2 separate regions of the Rattus norvegicus genome follow, and region 1 is linked to region 2. A link is a contact called in public Hi-C data. All regions are on one chromosome and are shown on one strand. Each heading gives the region's core, a stretch centred on a gene start, on an enhancer-like site or on the middle of the called end of the contact. The rest is flanking DNA. Distances are from core to core; before and after follow the strand shown. Region 1 holds the start of Maml3 (mastermind-like transcriptional coactivator 3). Region 2 has its middle 25 kb from the start of Rab33b.

Region 1 (5,069 bases), core at 1,698-4,197, 580 kb after region 2:
GCGCTGGGCGGTCCCCCGGGCTGCGCAGGGCCGCCAGGCGGACAAAGCGCCTCCCGCTCCCTCCCCCACAGCCGCGTTCCAAAAGGGAGGGGAAGGAGGGCCTGGGGTGGGGGGTGTTGGGGGTGGAGAGGGAAGCACGAGAGGGAGAGAGGGGAGGAGGAGGGCGCTGCCGGCGGGACTAGGCTGGAGCGCACTGAAGAGGGAGGGCAGGGAGGAGGGGCCAAGGAGAGCAGAGAGGAGGGAAGGATTCTTGAAGCCCAAGATAAACAAATTGTTCCTCTTCACGTGCGGGGTGGGGGGTGGGAGCGATCCAGCTCTGAGGCCTCCCCTCCCCCACACCGGCTCTTTGTCACCGCCCGCCCTCCCGAGCGCCCGGCGACACTGGCACCACCCCTGGCGCTCCGAGATCCGGAACGTGCGCGTCGCAACAGAAAGCACTCGGAAAGGGCGGCCGGCACCGGGCTCGGCGCAGCCGGTGAAGGCACGGTGGAAAGAGCGGGCGCGCTCCGTGGAGAAGGCTATTACCGGGGCCCTGAACCTAGCGACACGCTGGGGGAGGGAGTACAGACACCTTTCCCAAGCTTCCGGCCTCCCCCTCCTCCTCTCCTAGGGAAGAAAGCTAGAGAACCCTAGAGAGGAGATAAGAGAAAGGATTCCACCCTCGGGGTTAGGGGTGGGATCGGCCCCTTCCTCCCCTAGCACTTAAGCCATTGGCTGCGCATCCTCCCGCGAACCCACCCACCCGGCCATTTAAGCCTTTCTCCTCCCTGCTTTCCTCCACTCCTCCGGGCTCGTTACCCGTCGCAGGAAAGTTGGTGGAGTGCGAGGTGGGGGCAAGTTGAAGAAGAGGATAGGGGGCAACCATAAACCTAGAGACAGGGTCGGAGCACAGCTCTGGCAACCCCCCGCTCCCCACGAGCCGCGTCCCTCTCGACCCCTCGCTGCTGCCCCTGCCACAGCCGCCGGTCTAGAGCGACGAGCGCAGCGCTCCCGCGCCCCGCATCCGCGCGCGCCCCCACGAGTACGCGCGCGCAGCCACCCTCACTCGCATCTCACCCACTTCAAAGTTCATTCACAAAACTCTCAGACTTTTCCCAAGCCCAAAGGAGAGGAAGTCAGGGACTCTTCCTTCCCCTCCTAAGGGTTCAGGGCCTGGCGCCCACTCAGAATGTGCGACAGCATCAATTTCTCCCTGCACCGGGCGGATGTGTGGAGAGGGGTGGGCGAAAGGGGACCTATCTGGGGAGGCACGGTGGTACGGCGAAAGGTGAAGGCGGGGCGCGGAGAGGAGGAGCAGCGTGGTTTCTACTCCTGGGTTCACTCTCGTTCGAATCGATTTCTAAGACAAGGAGGGGGAAACTTTTGCTGCACCTCACTCTGGCACTAAAGCTCCCTCCTCCCCTTGGAGTCGTGACTGGCTTCTCTCCCTCTCATCCCTTCCTCCCCAAATCTGACAACCCTGACAGATTAACAGGTAGCGGCGGCGGCGACAGCGTTTACCCTAAGAAAAGTTGACGTTAACCCTTCCACTCCATCCAACCTCACCCCCGGTGCAAATCAGACCCTCACAGCCCCCAAGCCAGAAACTCCACGCCCCCGACCCCATCGCGCACCCCAGCGAGTCCTCACCATGATTAGCGTATGGTTCCTCTGCTCGGCTGAGGCAGCCTCCGCATCTTGCTGGGCTTTACTCGGGTGCTGCTGCTTGCCGGTGCCGGCGCCCGATTTCTTGGCTCTCTGCTCCAGGGTCCTCTGATAGAGGCTCACCGTGTCCCGGCGCTCCAGCTCCAGCTGCTCCACCTGAGCCTGCTGATACCTGTTCTCGCAGTTGACGTGGTGCCGGCGGCAGCCCTCGATGCGCTGGCGGAGCCGCTCGACTACCGTGCTGTGCTTGGGGACGGCCGCCGAGCTGCCGCCGGGGCCCCCGGAGCCGCCGCAGCCGCCGGCAGCGGGGTGATTGCTACTCGGAGCCACCGGAGTGCTATTGGGAGTATTCACGCCGATCCCGGCCCCGCCGAGGCTGCTGCTCAGGCTGCTGTTGATACAGATACTACCACCATTCGCGGCAGCAGCGGGGGCTGCGAAATCCCCCATCCTGCTCCCGGGGCACACTATTTTGGAAGAACTTTTTTTTTTTAATCCACCCCCTATCAGCCTCCTCCTTGGGTCCAAGGATTAAAATAGTTTAAGTGGAACGCGGGGGAGACGCAAGCACATGGATGAAAACAGCGATCCCCACGGGGTGGAAAAAAAAGAGGGGAGAGATTTTTGGGGTGGTTTTTTTTTTGTTTCCTTAAAAAAAGACTGTAAAGATCGAGGGGAGAAAAGGGGGGTCTTATCAGAATACCATCAGACACCTATCAATAGAATCCCAACAAACTGAGCCGGCAGCAGATCGGCTTGCAACTCAAGGGGAGATCCGCTCCTCGCCTGGCTCCTTTTAATAATCCATTATTTTCTAATAAATTCCAGGAGGTTTCCGGTGGTTGGCAAGCATTTTCTCCCTACGTACCGAAAAACACACCCCATGTACACACACGAGCGTGTGCCTCCAGTGCGGACACGCGCGACACACACTCACTCCACGCCGCATCGGAAAACGGCGAGCTTGCTTATTGCATTTTCCTTCCACAAAAAAGTTTTGGTGTTTATGCCGCCCCGTGTTCTCAAAGTACTTTGGCTGCTCAGTTGCATTTCACAGGAGCCTAGACATCGAGTCCTCGGGCTGGGCAAGTAAACACATGGACAGTCCGAGGCGACTGCAAAAGTAGATCGCTGGAGTCCTTTGCGAAACGCCGCCGCGCGGAGAGCAGCCACTAACGCTCGGCCAGGCTGCCGCTGCCGCCGCCGCCTCCGCCACCATCACAATGATCAACTGCTCGCCGCCGCCGCCTCCTCCTCCTCCTCGCGCTCCTCCACCTCCTCCTCCTCCTCCATGCCAGCGGAGTGATATCAGGACGCGCGAGCTCAGTAAACACGGCAGCGGCGGCGGCTGGAGGCCGTGAGACGAGCCCGGGGACCCAGTGCAAAACCTGGCCCGGACTCTCCCCGGCGGGAGCGGGCGCGGCGCGCACCGACCTGACTCCCGCCTCCCTTGCCGTCCCCCTCCCGCGCCCTCCCCTTCCCCAACCCAGCTGCTCCCCGGGATGGGAAGCACGACTTGCCAGGAGGACAGGGGAAAGCAAAGATTGGGGGGGATCTTAGGAGTGGATCACCTTTTGACCCGTGTGTGTGTGTGTGTGTGTGTGTGTGTGTGTGTGTGCGCGCGCGCGCGCGCGGCACGCGTGTATGTGTGTGTGTGTGTGTGTGAGTGAGCGCGCGGCGCGCGTGTGTGTGTGTGTGTGTGTGTGTGTGTGTGTGTGTGTGTATGTGCGCGCGCGAGTGCGCGGGGACGCGCCAGGCTGGCTGCGTTTCCTCCTGCCCAGCGAGGTATCCAGCGAGCCCAAGTTGTTGTTATACATTTATGCATTATATTGCAGAACTGTGCATGACCAGGCAGAAACATTGCAGCTTCCCAACAGTTATCATTCCCACCCATGTGAAACGAAAAGGTCAAATGAGTGGCTTGTTTTCAAGACCCAGAGAAGAAGACCCTGCTAGTGAACTCTTACTCAAAATTCTAGGACCCTCCTAACCCAAATACTTAATTTTTTTCTTACGTTTATTTATTTATTGGGAAGAAAAAGTGCCCAGTGCCACAGTGCACTCGCGCCTAGAAGTCAGATGACAGTTTTGTGGAGTCCTCCAAGGTGGGTACTAGGGTTTGAATCAAGGTTGTCAAGATCTCAGATCTCAACTTTACCTCCTGGAAATCTCATCTGGCTCAAGTACCCATTTCTCAATGAACAGAAATAAGCAGTCAAAACAAGACCTTGGGATATTATTTATTTCTCTGTACATAACGACTGTTGTTATTAGGGGGATTATTGTTTTATTTATCCCTGAAAAAATTAAAACCAAGCAAGCAGGGACTTGGAGGTGAGACTAACAGTACATTTTTAACAGACTGTTTTGAACACTAGGTGCTAATGACTACGGCAGTAATTAAGGGTCCTTCCTAAATCAAGTGGAAAGATTGCAGATTTCATGTGTTAGAACTATAGAGAAAAAAAAAAAAAACAAACCAGCATTTCACAGTTTGTTGTGACCAAAACAAAACAAGCCAAAAAAAAAAAAAAAAAAAAAAAAAAAAAGCAGGCTTACCTTACTGCTAGATACATTTCTATTTCAATGGATTCACAACATGGTACAATTGAAATGGAGTTAATACAGAAAAGTAATCTCTTGTTTTATTATCATGCGTTAGCTGCCCGGACATCAAGTATCTATCTGACAAGAAAGGGCTAAAAACACAGGGAATAAAAGAACTTTGGGCCTTGTTTTTTTTTTTTTTGTATGACAAAACTTTTCCTGGGGAGGTCCAATGCACACGCCTACTCATCCCAGACAGAGAGCCCATAAACCAGAGTACAGATACCACCGAAGTCCAACTTGGTGAACCAATGAGTTTTATTGGTGCTACTTACAGGAATATGGGTGAGGGGTTCCTTCAGGAGCAGAAATGACTCAAAGACAGCTGCATCACCACAGCCAAACCCAGGGTGGCTGACAGCTCATAAGCTCTGGGAGCCCGGAGCACACTGCACAGCCTGCAGCAGCTCAACAGGTTGGACAGTGTCCTTTCCCAGTGCCTCGGTTGTTTTAACCCTCTTCTATGCAGCTTGGCTGGTTTCTGCAGCTTCTGGGCAGCCGATTTGATCCCAGTCTTCTTTGTAGCTTGGCTTGTCTGAGTCTTTTTTTTTTTTTTTTTCCCACAGTTTCTCTCCCAAGTCTGAGAGGGACTCTTAGCTTTTATTGTTAACCCTGGCAAGGAGTGGCATAGTGAATCTGGTCAGTTTCTGGGACTTCCTGAAGCTATTTTGATTAACTTACCTTCCTGCTTAAAGAGCACTCTGAGGAAACTGTTACACACTTATGAACTAGGCATGAGGTCTGATTTAAAGACTCTTCATTTCTTGGTTTCACTGATTAGCAGCGATGCTGTTTCTAACCTCATAGTATCAAATATC
Region 2 (5,197 bases), core at 1,641-4,140:
TGTTCACCTTGGAAAAACCTTCCTTGGCTTGGTCTTTTCCTAGATCTTCAGAGGCACAAAACCTGGTTGCTTTGCCACCCTGCTACAAATGGTCCCACCTCTGAGGACAGATCTGTGAACGTTCAGAGCAAGAGTCCCAGAGCAGTCACAGTCAGTGAGAAGAAATGTGACTACCACAGACACAGACGGGCTGTGCTAATACGTCCAACACTTTTCCCCCAAAGTCAGAATGACAGCCAGGGAGCAGCTTAAGGAGCAGGAAATCAGACTGGAGGAGGGTTCTAGGAGCAGTATAACATTTAGCAATACCTGAGCCATCCATTTCACAATAGGGATTAGATGCCAGGAGGCCCCAGAAACTAAAGAAGGGCAATGGCTCAGCTGCAATTAGGACAGATAGTGTTTGTCTGCCTCAATGATTCTTGAGCCCCATACGTTTACAGTTAATAACCTCTGGGAGTCTTAAAATTATTTGATTGTTTTTTTATTCCAGATTTAAAAACATAAAAGCAGGCATGATGATATAATGAATTTCTCCAGAGCTTGCCTCTCAGCTTCCCGGTACACATCCCCCCTCCCCCGTATTAGCTTGCAGAGTTCCAAACATTGAAACTGCTGGCTTGTTCTCTGGTGACGTTAGGTAGCACTGCTTGGATCCTGACATGGCCCCCAGAGAGCACTTTGAAGACAGCCACCGTCATCCTTTCTGCTCACTTTTAACCTTTTTGCTATTGCCCAGAAACACTACCACGTGCATCAACTGTTGGACTCAAATGCAAGGCAAAGCGCCAGGGATTTTGGGTCCTGTCCAGGCAACTCCATGCAGTTAATGGGGCTGAGCATAGAGTTCAAGAGACCCAACATTTGAAAATCTCCCGTGTAAAGCTTTGATGCCACTGAGGTTGGAGGGTGAACTCAGGAATGTTGCCAGAGGTTAATAAGGCTCATAGGTGGTGTGTGCTCCTTAAAACCCACATGGAGAACTGTGGAAAACCAACTGTGCCCTTCTGGTGCTCCCCACTCCTCTCCCCTTTGCTAGATTTCCTTTCTCCCTGAATCTGAGACTCCGAGTGACTCCACAGTGACTGCATCAAGGCCAAGTGCACGATACTTGCAATCGTGGTTGACTCCTGTCAGGTTTCCGGCTGTACGCCACACCACCTACCTAAGAGGTGTTCTTGTGCACACACATGTACATACACAAGCACGCGTTCACACATGCACTCGGTGGAGGATTATAATTGTAATATATAATTTTACATTTATGATATAAATATATACACGAGATGATAAATATCTGACTGCTCTTTTAGGGATCAGTTTAGTTGCTAGGGGGCAGGCTACTTCCTTTAGTATATACATAACCCACCCAAATGACAAGCTGGGATTCACATTACTTTTTATGGGTTGGCAGGATGGTTCAGCCAGTGAAAGCACAGATGCTGGGGCTGTGGCCATCTTAGTCTTCATCCCTGGGATCCATGCATTGGAAGGAACTGACTTCTACAAGCTGCTCTCTGACCTCCACATTCATGTTAACACACACACACACACACACACACACACACACACACACACACACACACACACACAGAGAGAGAGAGAGAGAGAGAGAGAGAGAGAGAGATTAAAATTTTAAATCGCATTTTAATTTATTTTTGTGCATGCATGTTTGTACATATGTGGAGGTGAAAGGACAATCCCAGGAGTCTCTTCTCGCCTTCCACCATGCTGGCTCAGGCTCCACGGGAGTAGTAGGTGCCTTTACCACTGAGCCATCTGGCCATCCCTAAATTAATTTTCATTTCAAGGTTTTTTTTTAAGAAGATGTGGTCTCACTAGGTTGCTCTGGTTGCCCCTGGAATTTGCTATGCAAACTATGCCAGCCTTGAACTCATATACAGATCCTCTGCCTCCCGTCTCCTAAGCGCTAGGGTTTGAACCTTTAGGACTAATGGGCGCATAACCCACATCTGTCAGATAACTGCATTCTACCTGAGCACTTTGAAAAGTATCTCTGTGCAAGGTAGTGGTGGTGCACTCCTTTAATCCCAGCACCGGGGAGCTAGAGATGGGTGGATCTCTGGGTTCCGAGGCTAGCCTGGTCTACAGAGTAAGTTCCAGGACACAGAGAAACCCTGTCTTGAAATCAAAACCCAAACCCCAAACCAAACCAGAACAAAAGAGCTTTTGTCTTTAAATATAAACCAGCTTTGTTTGATACGGTTTACTGTAGGCGCCAAAAGTACTATTAGCCCTCTTAAATGTGGGCTTTTAAAACAATTAAAAAAGCTATTCAAAATTCAATCTGGTGATTACGATTGGGTAAGGTTGTTTTTGTCCTTTGTGTGTTGTTTGTCTCTGTGTGTGCCTCTGTGTGTGCCTCTGTGTGTGTGTGTGTGTGTGTGTGTGTGTGTCTGTTTCTGTGTCTGTGTGTGTGTCTGTGTGTGTTTGTGTGTATATGTCTGTGTGTGTGTCTGTGTCTGTCTCTGTGTGTCTCTCTCTCTGTGTGTGTATGTCTGTGTGTGTGTCTGTGTTTGTGTGTGTGTGTGTGTGTGTGTGTGTGTGCGTGTGTGTGGTGCCAGAGTCTCCCACATATTGTGCACTTGTCCTACCACTCAACCATACCCCAACCCTGGTAGACTTTTCTCCTTTTTACTCTTCTTTTTTGTTTGTTTTGTTGTCAGGTTTTTTGTTTGTTTGTTTGTTTTTGTTTTTTGTTTCCAAGAAGTTCTTACATGGCTCAGGCTAGCCTTGATGTAGCCCAGGATGACTTGAATTCCTGATTTTCCAGCCTCTGCTTCCCTTCCCAAGTGAAAGGTGCCTGGCCTTTGTGTTTCTTTATCTAGGTTAATGATATGAGAATAAATCCTCACCACAAGAGGGAGCTGAGCCCTAAAGAAAGTCAAGGATTGTCCGGGAACCATTTCCCCTCCCACCCCTGAGTGACCTGAGGATGGGAGGTAACTTTCATTTTCTCCTCACTTCAGTCGCTCACACTCCAAGCACAAGGCTCCCCCTTTACTCACTGTCCAGCATCTTCTTTTCATTTCTGGAGACCCAAGCCCAGAGCTCTGTTACCGAGCCACACCCCTAGTCCTGCAGCTCTGCTTTGATGTAGGCCCTTGGCTGGCCCAGGGCAGACCCTAGACTGGTGTCTTTCACACGCAGCCCAGCACAGCCAGGGGCTACGACTCCAGTGATCTCCATAAACCTTGGATACCTCCTGACACGTTCACCCCAAGGTCTGAACTCAGGAAGGTCCTGCACCCCAGAACCTATCCAGTCCTACTGTGCTTCCCCTGACTCAGCATCCTTCCTGAGGGAGACACAGGCAAAGCTCTTGCCTTAAGCGTCTCTAGATTCCTGTCTTCCTCATCTTGTGCTTCCCTGTGTGGCTACATAGGACGGGAAAACTGTCGTTGACAAAGTATTTCTTCACTGACACTTGCATTCTGGTCTTCTATCATTGTACGTAAATAACAAATCTTATGTTTGTGTGTGTGTGTGTGTGTGTGTGTGTGTGTGTGTGTGTGTGTGTGTTATATTCTAATCTTCCTGAGGTCAGAAAAGGGTATTGGTCATTGCCACTCTCTGCCCTTACTTCTGGGACAGGGTTTCTCACTGAACCTGGAGCTGGGCTGGTGGCTAGCAAGCCCAAAGTGGCCATCTTGTCTCCTCCCTGTCACTGCCTGCCTCCCCTGCCCCAGCACTGAGACCAGCATTGAGGTGGGGGCCACAGCTAGTTTTTTTTTTTTTTAATGTGGGTCCTTAGGGATCTGAACTCAAATCTTCATGTTTGACCAGCAAGTGCTCTTCTCCATGAAGCCATCTCTCCAGCCCCAAATATGCATTTTAAAAGCCCAGCCCTAAAGTCCAGCAATTGCTATTGTAAGTACATCCCAAGGAGACCGGGCTCTGCAATGTGCCTGGGCAGCACAATGGAGCTGGGCCTGACGGCGTGGGTATGCATGAGTCAGTTCGGAGGTCATGGGAGAGCATGAGTGGGAGAGCTGACTCTGCCCCTTGCTGGCGGTGCCATTGGATGAGCCAGCCTGGATGGGGCAGGAGAGCTCGCCCTTACGGTGTGGTTGTGGGAGAGCTGGTGGGCTGAGCAGCTCAGACACTTCTCAGGTCCAGATCTAGGGCTTTAAATTGGACCACCCCAACATCTACGCCATCAGTGAACTGCTGAAGTGCATGAAAGGGCCGGTCCTACAGATAGAAAACTACAGAACAGGGTAACAACAGGCTAGCCAAGAGGAGTCCCAGAGAGGGTCCAGTATGGACAGTGAAGCAGAAGCAGAGGCCTCGTACCAGACCAAGGACTTACTGCAATGAGCATTTGCAAGCAAATAAGTGTGGGCAAAGGGGTATACGTGGAGCACACTACGACACCCTACAGCTTCTCTGTTGGAGGGGGCTTGGTTGCAAGGGTATGAGGAGAAGGGGAGATGATTGGGATTGGGGTGCATGATGTGAAATTCATGAAGAACCAATAAAACATTTCATTCCCTATTTCCACCGGGCCTCCCTCTTCACCCGAGTCTTCATACCACAGCTGGAGCAATAGTGTTAGCACATGGGAGGAAGATCTTGGGATAACATGGTTTCAGGAGTGTTTCTGAGCCAGATGGAGTAGCATATGCTTGTAACTCCAGAGCCTGGGGGGCAGGAGGAATGCCCACAGTTTGAGGCCACTCTGTGTTACATAGCCAGACCCCGACTCAAAACAAGATGGCTTAGTGGTTCAACTGTGCTTGTTGACAACCTGTGTTAGATCCCTGGAGCAACTGACTGAAGGAGAGAGCTACTGCCCTAAAGTCATCTTCTGGGGCTGGAGAGATGGCTCAGCGGTTAAGAGCACTGACTGCTCTTCCTGAGGTCCTGAGTTCAAATCCCAGCAGCCACATGGTGGCTCACAACCATCTGCAATGAGATCCGATGCCCTCTTCTGGTGTGTCTGAAGACAGTGACAGTGTATTTCCATACATAAAATAAATAAATCCTTTTTTAAAAAAAATCTTCTGACCTATAGAGAAAGACAGAAACACCAAGGCACAAATGTGCCCACCCCATCCCAACTCCCGGTAAACAAATGTAATTTAAAATACTTTCCTGGATTGGGGATTTAGCTCAGCGGTAGAGCGCTTGCCTAGCGAGCGCAAGGCCCTGGGTTCGGTCCCCAGCTCCGAAA

The links. A called contact is a pair of places that touch in the nucleus more often than the background predicts.
Region 1: a contact with region 2 is called in a Hi-C map of Schwann cells, with 3 times the contacts expected there. The contact joins the promoter of Maml3 here to the enhancer-like site in region 2. A contact is called at or near these places in 2 of 12 Hi-C or Micro-C datasets (the A7r5 cell line and Schwann cells).

Annotation. Positions count from the first base shown.
Region 1 is chr2:138,285,668-138,290,736 of GRCr8, forward strand. It overlaps Maml3 (mastermind-like transcriptional coactivator 3), which reads right to left and starts at 2,948. Exons shown (of 5, transcript NM_001107675.3): 1 at 1,630-2,948. The coding sequence starts at 2,094.
Region 2 is chr2:137,701,746-137,706,942 of GRCr8, forward strand. No RefSeq gene overlaps it. Among named protein-coding and RNA genes, the nearest start is that of Rab33b, 25 kb to the left of the region's middle. Within about 2 kb of position 2,891, at least 16 of the 93 cell types and tissues checked have an H3K27ac peak or open chromatin away from gene starts, as enhancers often do. A contact at or near this core is called in the A7r5 cell line and Schwann cells, where this site is marked.